Linked DNA regions of Sus scrofa: region 2 is linked to region 1. A link is a contact called in public HiChIP or PLAC-seq data. All regions are on one chromosome and are shown on one strand. The core of a region is the stretch at or near the end of the contact, and the rest is flanking DNA. Distances in the headings are between cores, read along the strand shown. Region 1 overlaps SLC45A3 (solute carrier family 45 member 3). Region 2 overlaps SLC26A9 (solute carrier family 26 member 9).

Region 1 (6,021 bases), core at 961-3,460:
CCTTTAGCTCATCCTCCTTGCCCTTCTTGCAGGCATCGGTCCAGTGCTGGGCCTGGTCTCCGTCCCACTCCTAGGCTCAGCCAGTGACCACTGGCGTGGGCGCTATGGTCGCCGGAGGCCCTTCATCTGGGCCCTGTCCCTGGGCGTCCTGCTGAGCCTCTTCCTCATCCCGAGGGCCGGCCGGCTGGCGGGGCTGCTGTGCCCGGACACCAGGCCCCTGGAGCTGGCGCTGCTGATCCTGGGCGTGGGGCTGCTGGACTTCTGCGGCCAGGTGTGCTTTACTCCGCTGGAGGCCCTCCTCTCTGACCTCTTCCGGGACCCGGACCACTGCCGCCAGGCCTTCTCCGTCTATGCCTTCATGATCAGCCTCGGGGGCTGCCTGGGCTACCTCCTACCTGCCATTGACTGGGACGCCAGTGCCCTGGCCCCCTACCTGGGCACCCAGGAGGAGTGCCTCTTTGGCCTGCTCAGTCTCATCTTCCTCACGTGTGTGACAGCCACGCTGTTTGTGGCCGAGGAGGCCGCGCTGGGCCCGGCCGAGCCCGCAGAAGGGCTCTCGGTCCCCTCCATGCCGTCCTACTGCTGCCCCTGCCGTGCCCGCCTGGCTTTCCGGAACCTGGGCGCCCTCTTTCCCCGGCTGCACCAGCTCTGCTGCCGTATGCCTCGCACCCTGCGCCGACTCTTTGTGGCCGAGCTGTGCAGTTGGATGGCATTCATGACCTTCACGCTGTTTTACACGGACTTCGTGGGCGAGGGGCTGTACCAGGGTGTGCCCAGGGCTGAGCCGGGCACTGAGGCCCGGAGACACTATGATGAAGGTAAGGCCTGGGTAGGGGTGGGGCGGGCATGGGGAGGGGGTTCTGTGGGAGCTGCCCTTCAGTGGATGTTCAGGCGCAGGGAGAGGCCCACGGCCAGTGCCTGGGCTGGAAGCAGTGTATCTGGGCCCCGATTTCCCCATCAGGAAAATGGGCCCATGTACAGGTTGCGTGTGTGTGTGTGCGGGCATTGCTGTGGTCTCGGCAGAGCCTCCGGCTGCTCAGAGTTTGACCTGTCATCACCCCCACTTGACAGAGGAAGAGGTGGAGCTTTTTAAGGTTCCCAGGCTGGGCCTCAGGTCCACCTGGCCCCAACTTTAGTGTCCCCTCCGCTCTCCTGCTGACTTCCCCATCGCCAGCCCCTTCCAGCTCAGGCATTCTGGAACTCTGTCTTGGAGCCTGTGCAGAACCGCCTTTGTGTCCCTCCGGCTCCCAGCAAGCTGAGCACAGTCAGCCCTTTGAACATCTTCCTCTGCCCTTAGCCAGTGGCTTTGGCCACATCCCCTGAGGTCAGTGGAAGAACCTGGACTCCCGTTCCTATGGGCAGGGTGCGAGAGGCTGGGGAGCAGGTCCGGAATACAGCAGGTGCCTGTGGCTCCTAATTCTGAGCCACCCCCACCCCAAAGATTGTATTGGGCCTCCCCCACCTTGTCTGACCGCCTTTCCCCCTCCCTCCCCAGGGGTCCGGATGGGCAGCCTGGGGCTGTTCCTGCAGTGTGCCATCTCCCTGCTCTTCTCTCTGGTCATGGACCGGCTGGTGCAGCGCTTCGGCACCCGGGCTGTCTACCTGGCCAGCGTGGTGGCTTTCCCCGTGGCTGCGGGTGCCACGTGCCTGTCCCGCAGTGTGGCTGTGGTGACTGCTTCGGCCGCCCTCACTGGGTTCACCTTCTCTGCCCTGCAGATCCTGCCCTACACGCTAGCCTCCCTCTACCACCGGGAGAAGCAGGTACTGGCAGCCGAGCGGAGGTGGGAGGGAGGCTTCCCCCGTCTGGCAGGAGAAGCTGCAGAAGGCATATTCTTTGATGGAGGAGGAAGCCTGTTGTAGCCCTGGGGGCTGAGACTGGGGCTGCGGAAGAAGAGTACAGATTAGATTCTGGGAATGACTTCCTGGTGTCAGGACTATAAAGCCCTTGAGTGGATGATGCAGGAAATGCAAAATCCTTCTCTAGGAATCCTGAAGAATCAGGCCGCACTGGGTGGTTCTCTGCAGCGGCGGGGGGCTTGGATCAGATGACCACTGGGGCACAGCTTCAGCAGCCCCTGGTGAGGGATGGTCTGGTGTTGACCACGCCTCTCTGTATTCGGGGAGGGGCCTTGTGACTGACCAAACTTGCCTGCATCTCTGAGATGGGGAAGGCTCCTCGCTGACCCCTGTCTTTCAGTTTCTCTTCCTTTTCTGTCTAATTCTCTCTTTTCTTTTGCTGCCTCACTCCTTTACCTCGTCCCCTTTCCCTGCCCTCATTGGCTGATCTCTGAGCCTGATGCACCTGACACTGCTCGCTGGGGCACTGTGTAAGGTGGGGGCCTCCTTCCTGCCCTGCCCCACCCTCTCCAGCCCCTCCAGGGGCCCCCTTCTGTGGGACGCCTTCTGACCCAGGTTGTGCGGTCACCTTTGCTGCCCTCCACTGGCCTCACTGAGCTACAGCCCTGGGTAACAGAGCTCTGCTCATGGGGGCAAGAAGTTGGGGTGTCCCAAGGAAAAAGTGATGCCACCTTCGTAGAGCTTCTAGACCGTAGGGAAGGCACATTCTGCCCCTGGCAGGACATGAGTGGGGTGGCAAACACCCAGCTGGAAGGCTGGATAACTGACTAGGTAGCTGCAGGGGTGGGTGTGGAGGGGTGTTGTGTGGGGTGGCAGGAGGAGAGGTCCTGGGACGCCTGTTCCAAAGAGCTGCTGAGGGCAGGGTTGGCCCCACACCCTGGCTGTACCCGCTTTGTCCCCTTCCAGCAGCACCACGAGCCTTGGGCTTCCCTGGTGTCAGGTTTGAGCTCTGCTGTCGCTCCCAGCTCTGATGCAGCCAACTCTGGGAGCTCTTCGTTAGCACTAGTGGGCCCGGGGATGGTGGTCCTGTGAGTTCTGACCTTGTCCTTAGACGGGAGGCTCTGGGGCACTGTGGGCAGGGCAGGGGCAGGTCATGCTGATCCAAGGCAGACAGCGAGAAGCAGCAAGAAGCCTTCAGCATTAGCACAGCCGGGCCATTCCTCTGCTCCTTGCTTCTTCCAGGCCGGTCTGAGGACCCTCCCTGCACCAGGCTGGGGCCACAGACCTCACAGTAGGGCAGCAGCTACAGCCTGGGCCCCGCGCCCCGCAGCGGGAGGGGAGCATCTCTCTGTGGAGGTTGATGAGGGCAGGCAGGAGGAAGGTGAGGAGCTCCTGCAGGGACTTGGGGCCTCGGGGGCCCCACCTTTCGATCCTGTTCCTCTGCTCTTACATGTGTGTCTCTTCTTGCCTGTGTTCATTCTTCCTGTGTCTTTTCCTTTACCTGGGCTTCTGTTCTCTTCCTAACCTCAGTACTGAGTTTGTCTGCCACTCACCGATTCTAGGAGCAGCCAGAGGAGACCCAGACTTCTGGTTTCCCAGCCCCCTCTCTGTGTCCCACTCATGGGGAGGGTCCTTACTAGACCCAGACCAAGCAGGGTCTGCTGTCTTCTGGCCTGCTGCCTGGTTTCTGCTAGCCCCTGGAATAAAGGCAGAGTCTGTTCTCATAGCTGGGGTATGCTTGGGTACATACCTGTCCTTGGGTGTCCCCCCTTCCCCCAGGTTTTCCTGCCTAAATACCGAGGAGACGATGGAGCTGGCGCCAGTGAGGACAGCCTGATGACCAGCTTCCCGCCAGGCCCTAAGGCCGCATCCCCCTTCCCCAACGGACACATCGGTGCTGGAGGCAGCAGTCTGCTCGCATCCCCACCCACACTCTGTGGGACCTCTGCCTGTGATGTCTCCATGCGTGCGGTGGTGGGTGAGCCACCAGAGGCCAGGGTTGTTCCGGGCCGGGGCATCTGCCTGGACCTTGCCATCCTGGACAGTGCCTTCCTGCTGTCCCAGGTGGCCCCGTCCCTGTTTATGGGCTCCATTGTTCAGCTCAGTGAGTCTGTCACTGCCTATATGGTGTCGGCCGCAGGCCTGGGTCTGGTTGCCATTTACTTTGTCACGCAGGTAGTATTTGACAAGAGTGACCTGGCCAAATACTCAGTGTAGGGTACCTCTAACCCGCTGAGAGAGGGCGGGCCTCCCTGGGTCCCAGCTCCCGCTATCCCAGTCTCCTGTGAGCCCAGCCATTGGGCTGGGGGCTGGCCTTCCCGTTTCTATTGCTGCCAAAGTGGCGTGGCTCTCTGCTGCCTCCCTGTGGCAGTGAGGTGCATAGCTGCACAGATGGGGGACTGGGGCTCCTTCCCTCCCACTTCTCCCCAGTCTTTAGGGCTGGTTGACTGGTAGTTCTCCAAAAAGCTTTAGTCTGGACTTCTACAAGGAGAGCAGGGCAGGGCATTCCATTAGCTCCGTGCACTGTAATGCAGGCCTCTGCTAGGGGATAACCCAGGCTCAGGGTTAACAGCTAGTGCCCTGGCCGAGACATACCCAGAGAAGGGACATGGGGAGCTGAGTAAACTCAACCACCTGGTCTCCTGCCACCAAGGCCCCTTATCCTATAGGTTCCCCCAATGTTGCTCTTGCATGGCAGTTTCTAATATGGAACTCTCCTCTATAGGATTTGATGTATGAAAATCACTGAGGGGCATAGTCCTAAGGGGAGAAGGGAAGCTGCCTGGCTCCACAGGGTTACAGCCTTTCTGCTGTTCCCTAATTTTATTAGGATGTGGCTTGTTGGCCCCTGTGTTGCCATCATAGGGACATAAGTCTTTAAATATTTAACTTATTTATTTAAGTAGAAGGGGAATCAGTTTCCAGCTCTGCTGGTGTCTAGGAGTTGGGTAGGATGAGATCCCTAACGACTAGGTCCCCTGAGATGGTTGGTGACTGGGCCAGCATCTCCTTCTCCTGGAGTGATTGGTCCAACCCCCGCGTTGCCTAATCCTGAGCTTGGAAGCTCTGCTCAGCCTAACTCATATCCCAAATCCTGTTACCCAAGGTGGGGAGGGCTGGGGAAAAGTGGCTGGTGGGGTTCCAGGTCTCAGCAGCCTTCCTAGCCTCTCCCCCTCTCTTGGCCGAGCCGCCCCTCAACTCCCCTCTGCTCCCTCTAGGACTGGGCTGATGAAGGAGCTGCCCAGCCCCCACCTTTCCCCACTGGCAACCACAGCCCCTCTCCTTGGGGCTGTTCTGACCAGAAGCACAGTGTGGCTCCTTGAGCCTTTCTCCGTCTCAGCCCCCAGGGCATATCTGTACTTGGGGAATCTAGCACAGACACTCAGGAGCACACCCCCGCCCCCCCCAAGGAGGTCTTATCTCTGGGGGGGTTTTAAGTGCCGTTTGCAATAATGTTATGTCTTATTTATTTAGTGGAGTAAATATTTTATACTGTATGTGAGCAATCAGAGTATAATGTTTATGGTGATGAAATTAAAGTCTTCTTATATGTTTAACTGGTCTTTGTCTCTTTTCTGAAGGGAAAATTTATTATTCTCTCTAAAATCACCCTAAATTTCCTTCTGGGATCTGTTTGGCAGCTTCAGTTCCCAGCACCACCAGCAGATGGAGCCATAGGCCAACATTCTCGAGTCCTTTGGCACTGGGTGTGGCTGTGCCACCCCAGAATTGGGGTGTCCCTTTACAGGGTGAGGGAGAGGGTGGGAAGAGTAAGGATACAAAGGAGCAAGGGAATTTTCCTTCTCAAAGGGCTCACAGTGTGGCCAAGGAGATGGAGCTAGCACCCATGACCAGTTACAGCAGTAGGAAGCCCCTGGGGGAGGGTCTGACACCACTGTGCCTTGGTGCTCACCCTTTCCCATTCCTTCCTGCCAGGCTCAGGTCAAGTTCAGTGTTCTCGGCCTTGCCACCTCTTCTACCCCTTCAAGTGTGAATGACTTTCCTGTCCCTTAAATTTAGGTGGTCAGTATGGTTAACACCCTGTGCAAGAACTAGCTTTATTTTTTTAAATGTTCCTTTTTGTTTGTTTGTTTTTTTGCTTTTTAAGGCTGCATCTGTGGCATATGGAAGTTTCCAGCTAGGGGTCCAATTGGAGCTGCAGCTGCTGGCCTACACCACAGCTCACAGCAACACCGGATCCTTAACCCATTGAGCGAGCACATG
Region 2 (6,021 bases), core at 1,413-3,912, 220 kb before region 1:
TTTCCACACCCTCATCCTGGACATGAGTGGCATCAGCTTTGTGGACCTGATGGGAATCAAAGCTCTGGCCAAGGTGAGGCCCTCGGGCAGAGGGATGCCAGCTCTTCTCCCCCACACGGTCCTCCCTGCTCTTCCACCAGCCCTCATTTCCACCAGCCGAGCCAGGAAGCTCAGCGAGGAGGCTACCAGCTCCTAGGATCCTTTTCCCCAGATGCCACTGCAGAGCAGGCCCAGGCAGTCCAAGACGATGAGTGCCTGGGAAGGAGTACCAGAGCCAGGCTCTGCTGGGTCACCTGTCCTAGCACCCAAGTTCCCTCTCGGGCTGCCAGGAACCCACCCCTGGGGAGAGTTCAACTGGGTCCTGATGCATGATCTGTTGCTCCTTCCTACATTCACCCAGACACTAGCATCCGCTGGTTCTGGCCAACCGAGGAAAGGAGAAGAAATAACATCAGTGCCCCACATCCTTACGCCAAACAGGCAGCTCACTGAACACCTTGAGTAAATGTATCCATCTGATGTCTTCTCAGCAGCCATTTCCAATGGCAAGGAGTCAGCAAACCTCAGAGCTGGGCCATAGAGAGGCAGCTCAGGGAAACCAGCCGGTCCAGAGGGCACACAGGCTGATGTTGTCATCATCAGCCAGGTGCACAGAGGCTCCATCCCCAGCTGTGGGCTCAGCTGGCTTCCCTAGCCTGGACCTGGGGTCCATTCAGGGAAAGCCCTGGCCTCTCCGGGCCTCAGTCTTCCTCTGCATGATCTGCCTGAAGCCACACATTCACGGGAGAGATGGAGTCTGGGACTCTCAGCTACAGAAAGAAAAGATCTGGCCCCATACGAAGGGGCCTCGGGGACTTTAAGTGGCTGCCTGGTTGGCAAAGCCCCATGTCCTCCCCGCTTTCCAGAGGAGCAATCCGCCAACACTCCAGGGAGAAGTGGTGTGCTTTGCTGCTATTTTTATCTTTGGCTGCCAGGGCTCTCAGGGCTGCTTATTTGTTTGGCTTCCCCTCTGAAGTGCATTTTGTGAATTACTTTTGAGATCCACTCAGAACATTCTTTTCCTTTTGTCTCCCTACCCCACCCCCCTCCCCACCCCCCAGCTGAGCTCCACTTACAGGAAGATTGGTGTGCAGGTCTTCTTGGTGAACATTCATGGTAAGAGAAGGCGGATGGTTAGGAGACCAGGAGGCTGGTGAGGGAGTAGGGTAGGAACAGGTGGGGGGGGATGCTGAATAGCCAGGGGGGTGGAAATGAGAACACCCAAACGTTCTCCCAAACTACTGCCTGCTTGTAAGAGCTTCAGGCACGAGTCAGAAGGGACCACAGCTAGAGTATATAAACATCCTAGGGGTCTCAAAAACAGAGTGGGGATTGTGGAGTTAAGGACAATGATGGCGCTCCCGTGGTGGCTCAGTGGTTAGCAAACTCGACTAGCATCCATGAAGACATGGGTTCGATCTCTGGCTTTGCTCAGTGGATTAAGGATCTGTCATGAGCTGCATGTAGGTGGCAGATGCAGCTTGGATCTGGAGTTGATGTGGCTATGGCTGTGGCATAGACCAGTGGCTTCAGCTCCGATTGGACCCCTAGCCTGGGAACCTCCATATGCCATGAGTGTGGCCCTAAAAAGACAAAAAATATCAAAAAAAAAGAAAGAAAGGGAGTTCCCGTCATGGCTCAGTGGTTAACGAATCCGACTAGGAACCATGAGCTTGCAGGTTCGATCCCTGGCCTTGCTTAGTGTGTTAAGGATCCAGCGTTGCCATGAGCTGTGGTGTAGGTTGCAGACGCGGCTCAGATCTGGCGTTGTTGTGGCTGTGGTGTAGGCTGGCGGCTACAGCTCTGATTCGCCCCCTAGCCTGGGAACCTCCATATGCCGTAGGAGCAGCCCTAGAAAAGGCAAAAAGACAAAAAGACAAAAAAAAAAAAAAAGGACAGCTAGGGGAGTTCCCTGGTGGCTCAGTGGGTTAAGGATCCAGTGTTGTCACTGCTGTGGTATAGCTTCCATCCCTGGCCTGGGAATTTCCACATGTCACGGGTATGGCAACTAGGATTCTAATTTGCCCCACCAGTAACTTGCCACATATCTCCTTGGTCAGGTCACTTCATCTATCTAGGGATCAGTTGCCACCTTCATAAAATGAGGGGGTGGACCAGATGAATTTGGGTATCTTCTCTACAGTATAGTTAGATATACCATAACTATCTGGGGAAGATTCAGACACACAATTTTATAGGCACACAGCCTCCAAGGGGCACACATACACAGCCTCAAGGACATGCCAAGTGGCAGTGGACCTTCGCCTTGTTAGCATGTATACAGAGTGCAGGGATGTGGACACACAGCAGGTGCACACAGACACACAAGGGAATGGGAAGGGGCCCACACACACCCTGATTCCCTCTGAGGTCAGCGACTGCCAGCAGGCCTAGGCAGCTGCAGCTCCGCTCAGGGTGAGCGTCTGTACCGGCAGTGACCTGCTCTGTGTGTGCTCTGGAGTTAGAGCAGAGGCTCTCCCCCCCACCCCTCACTGGACACCACCCCCCAGATCGTTTAGCCTTTCCCTCTGGAATCACCGCAAACTACCAACTCCCTGAATCCAATTGCTTCCTTCTGCCCTGGGTTGAATGTTCAGCATCCTCGAGCTCGAGTTGCCCCCTGCTGTCCAGAACTGATACTGCAAAGCCTGCTCTCCCCTTCCCTCTCACCATCTTCCCCTGCCCCCAGCTCCAGTCCACAACGGGGTTACCTTTTGAAGGTGCTCTTTCCCTCTTTCCAGCCCAGGTGTACAATGACATTAGCCACGGAGGCGTCTTTGAAGATGGGTGTCTAGAGCGCGATCACGTCTTTCCCAGCATACACGATGCTGTCCTCTTTGCCCAGGCAAAGGCCCAGGAAGTGGCCCCAGGACATGCTTTCCGAGGGGTAAGATGTCTGTGCTTAGAGAACCCTGGGCCCCAGGGCACTGAAATAGCAGGACGGTTTGGGTTCCAACACCAATTCTGTCGTTTAACTTTTCTGGGAGTTCCCGTCAATCCTCAACTACGATCCATGAGGATGCGGGTTTGATCCCCGGCCTTGCTCAGTGGGTGAAGGATCCGGTGTTGCTATGAGCTGTGGTGTATGTCGCAGACACAGCTCAGATCCTGCCTTGCTGGGGCTGTGGCATAGGCTGGCAGCAGCACCTCTGATTGGACCTGGGAGCTTCCAAATGCCAAAGGTGCAGACCAAAAAAGCGAAAAGATAAATGTTTCTGAAGCTGTTTTCTTATCTGTGGAATGGCTACCCCAAGGTAATATTACCTAACTCACAGGATTTTTCTTTTATTTTGACTTTAGGATCATCTGATCATATTTTTTATGTCCCTTTCAAGAGTTTTGTATTATAAAATTCTTTACCAACATTAATTTCCAGATCACACAAACACCCAAAGCGTAGTAGGTTATGCCCAGAATTCTGGCACAGCCGACCCTCTCCTGCTCCTTCCCTCTTTCTAGAAGAAGCCTTGGAGAAGGGAGGGGAGTAAGCCTGCCCGTTTTAATTTAGCAGAGCTTAGAGATTTCAGACTGGTGATGGATGAAGAGTATGGCTCAGGGTTTTGTCTCAGCTTCTTGACATTTAATTTCCTAGCTCAGTAAGCGGTATGCAAATGAGCTACAAATAACACTGTCTACAAATAACACTCCAGAAAGCCCGGGAGGTAGAAAAATCCCATCCTGCTGGAGTCCTTGCCCAGGCCTCCCCAGCCAACCCCACCTCCAAGATTGCCCTCCCAGCTCATGCTGCCCTTGACCTCCCAAGACTCTGTGCTGTGCCCATGATAAAAAAATAAAATAACAAAAAACAATAACGAAAAAACAAAAAAACTCTTCTGCCCTCTGTGGGTCCTCAGAAAGTCTTTTCTGGCCCCAGGGCAACCACTTGCTCTTTGCTTTAAGAGACTGATAAAGGTGAAGCCATCTGTTCTAAGTGCTGAAAGCCTGCCCAAGGAAACACGGGGCCTGGCGCCAGCCCATGGCACACAGAGAGAAACTGTGTGAGAGCAAAGGCCTTTCTGGCCACATGCACCTCGTCGCCAGAGCAAAGAGGGAGATTCTGGAAGAATCCTCAGCATCCGTTATTGCACAAATAATGTCCAGTTACTACAGTGTAGATTTTTTTTTTTTTTTTTTTGCTTTTTAGGGCCACACTTGTGGCATATGGAGGCTCTCAGGCTAGGGGTCTAATTGGAGCTGTTGCCGCCAATCTACGCCAGAGCCACAGCAATGCCGGATCCTTAACCCACTGAGCAAGGCCGGGATTGAACCCCCATCCTCATAGATCTTAGTTGGGTTCGTTAACACCTGAGCCACGATGGGAACTCCGCTACGGTGTAGATATTCTTAAAAATTTATATTATACCCATTGTACATTTACATGTTACAGAATATATACACATATACGAATTACACACACACACACACACACACCCTTTTCAACAGTGCAGTGAAGGAGAACCAGCAAAGTGAGTTCGAGTACCCTCTTACAGATGAGGAAACAGACTTCCAGGGCGGGGAAACAGACCCCCAGGTCAGGCAGCTAGCCAGTCCTCCCCATAAGCTAGGTAACCCTCCCTGCCTCTGAGAGCCCCACTGCAGAGGCCGCCCCCGATGCACACCTGTCTGCTGTGAGGAAGAAGAGCACAGCTGGGCTGTATTTTGAGAGGCAAATGAGGGAGGCGAGGGAAGGGGCAAGAGGGTGAGTTGTGTCAGAACCTGTGGTCCCCCGGAGTTTCCGTCGTGGCCCAGTGGTTAGTGAATCCGACAAGGAACCATGAGGTTGCGGGTTCGATCCTTGGCCTTGCTCAGTGGGTTAAGGATCCGGCGTTGCCATGAGCTGTGGTGTAGGTTGAAGATGCGGCTCGGATCCCAAGTTGCTGTGGCTCTGGTGTAGGCTGGCGGCTACAGCTCCAGTTAGACCCCTGGCCTGAGAACCTCCATATGCTGTGGGAGCAGTCAACAAATGACAAAAAGACAGAAAAAAAAAAAAAAAAAGAACATGTGGTCCCCCCTCTCCCTCTCCCCTGGAGCCTGCCCTTGGAGCCAGGCTGTCATTCAGGCACTGGCACTCATTCTGCTCCCCTTTCCTTCCTCCCCGCCCCCGTCCAGGCTCCAGTGGACCCTGAGCTCTCTTTGTACGATTCAGAGGAGGACGGCCCCAGCTACTGGGACTTGGAGCAGGTAAGCTGAGCTGATGGAGGAAGAGCCTCTCAAACCCACAGTGTTGGCTGGACTCCTCCACCTCCAAGCCAGAGCAGTCACCTTGAAGGCAACAACGTTTCTTTCTCATCTTTCTTTTAATAGCAGATCTTAATTCTTCTCACTCCCGGAAAGGCATCCTGGGGGAGGGGAGAGTCACTGGACCAAGTCCTGGAGAACTCATATCTATTCTTAACTCTCCAACGCACAGGCCACGGATTTGGGGCAAGCCAAGTAACACCACACGGCCCCAGGGTTTATCTTGTAAAAAATAAGGGAAATGGGGGAAATACCTGTCCCATCTCCTAACAAGATGAGTGGGAGAGTCCTTTGGTGTTTTTTTTTTTTTTTTCATTAATTCAGTTGGTATTTATGGAGTGCCCACAACTTGCCACACACTATTCAAGGGTAGGCACACAGCAGTGAACAAAACAAAGACCCCTGCCCTTGGAAAACTTCTATTCTGGTAGGATCCGATGGATTCAAGGGATACAAATATGACTGTATGTGGAAGGAATTTAAGAGTTAAGAGCTATGGGAGTTCCCGTCGTGGTGCAGAGGAAACAGATCCGACTAGGAACCATGAAGTTGCAGGTTCAATCCTTGGCCTCGCTCAGTGGGCTAAGGATCCGGCATTGCCATGAGCTATGGTATAGGTCGCGGACGCAGCTCAGAACTGTGGTTGCTGTGGCGGTGGTGTAGGCCAGCAGCTGTAGCTCTGATTGGACCCCTAGCCTGGGAACCTCCATATGCCATGGGTGCAGCCCTAGAAAAAGGAAAAAA

What was found. HiChIP or PLAC-seq counts read pairs in DNA pulled down with a chosen protein or histone mark.
Region 2: an H3K27ac HiChIP or PLAC-seq map of alveolar macrophages shows a contact between it and region 1. The contact joins two enhancer-like sites. A contact is called at or near these places in 1 of 47 Hi-C or Micro-C datasets (embryonic fibroblasts) and 1 of 2 datasets of contacts at active chromatin or transcription factors (alveolar macrophages).

What each region holds. Positions count from the first base shown.
Region 1 is chr9:66,344,075-66,350,095 of Sscrofa11.1, reverse strand. It overlaps SLC45A3 (solute carrier family 45 member 3), which reads left to right. Exons shown (of 5, transcript XM_003357397.4): 3 at 33-818; 4 at 1,496-1,761; 5 at 3,577-5,354. The coding sequence ends at 4,014. Among named protein-coding and RNA genes, the nearest start is that of SLC45A3, 19 kb to the left of the region's middle. Within about 2 kb of position 2,210, at least 10 of the 83 cell types and tissues checked have an H3K27ac peak or open chromatin away from gene starts, as enhancers often do. A contact at or near this core is called in alveolar macrophages, where this site is marked.
Region 2 is chr9:66,560,717-66,566,737 of Sscrofa11.1, reverse strand. It overlaps SLC26A9 (solute carrier family 26 member 9), which reads left to right. Exons shown (of 21, transcript XM_021063285.1): 17 at 1-73; 18 at 1,101-1,155; 19 at 2,781-2,926; 20 at 5,149-5,220. Among named protein-coding and RNA genes, the nearest start is that of PM20D1, 13 kb to the right of the region's middle. Within about 2 kb of position 2,662, at least 11 of the 83 cell types and tissues checked have an H3K27ac peak or open chromatin away from gene starts, as enhancers often do. A contact at or near this core is called in alveolar macrophages, where this site is marked.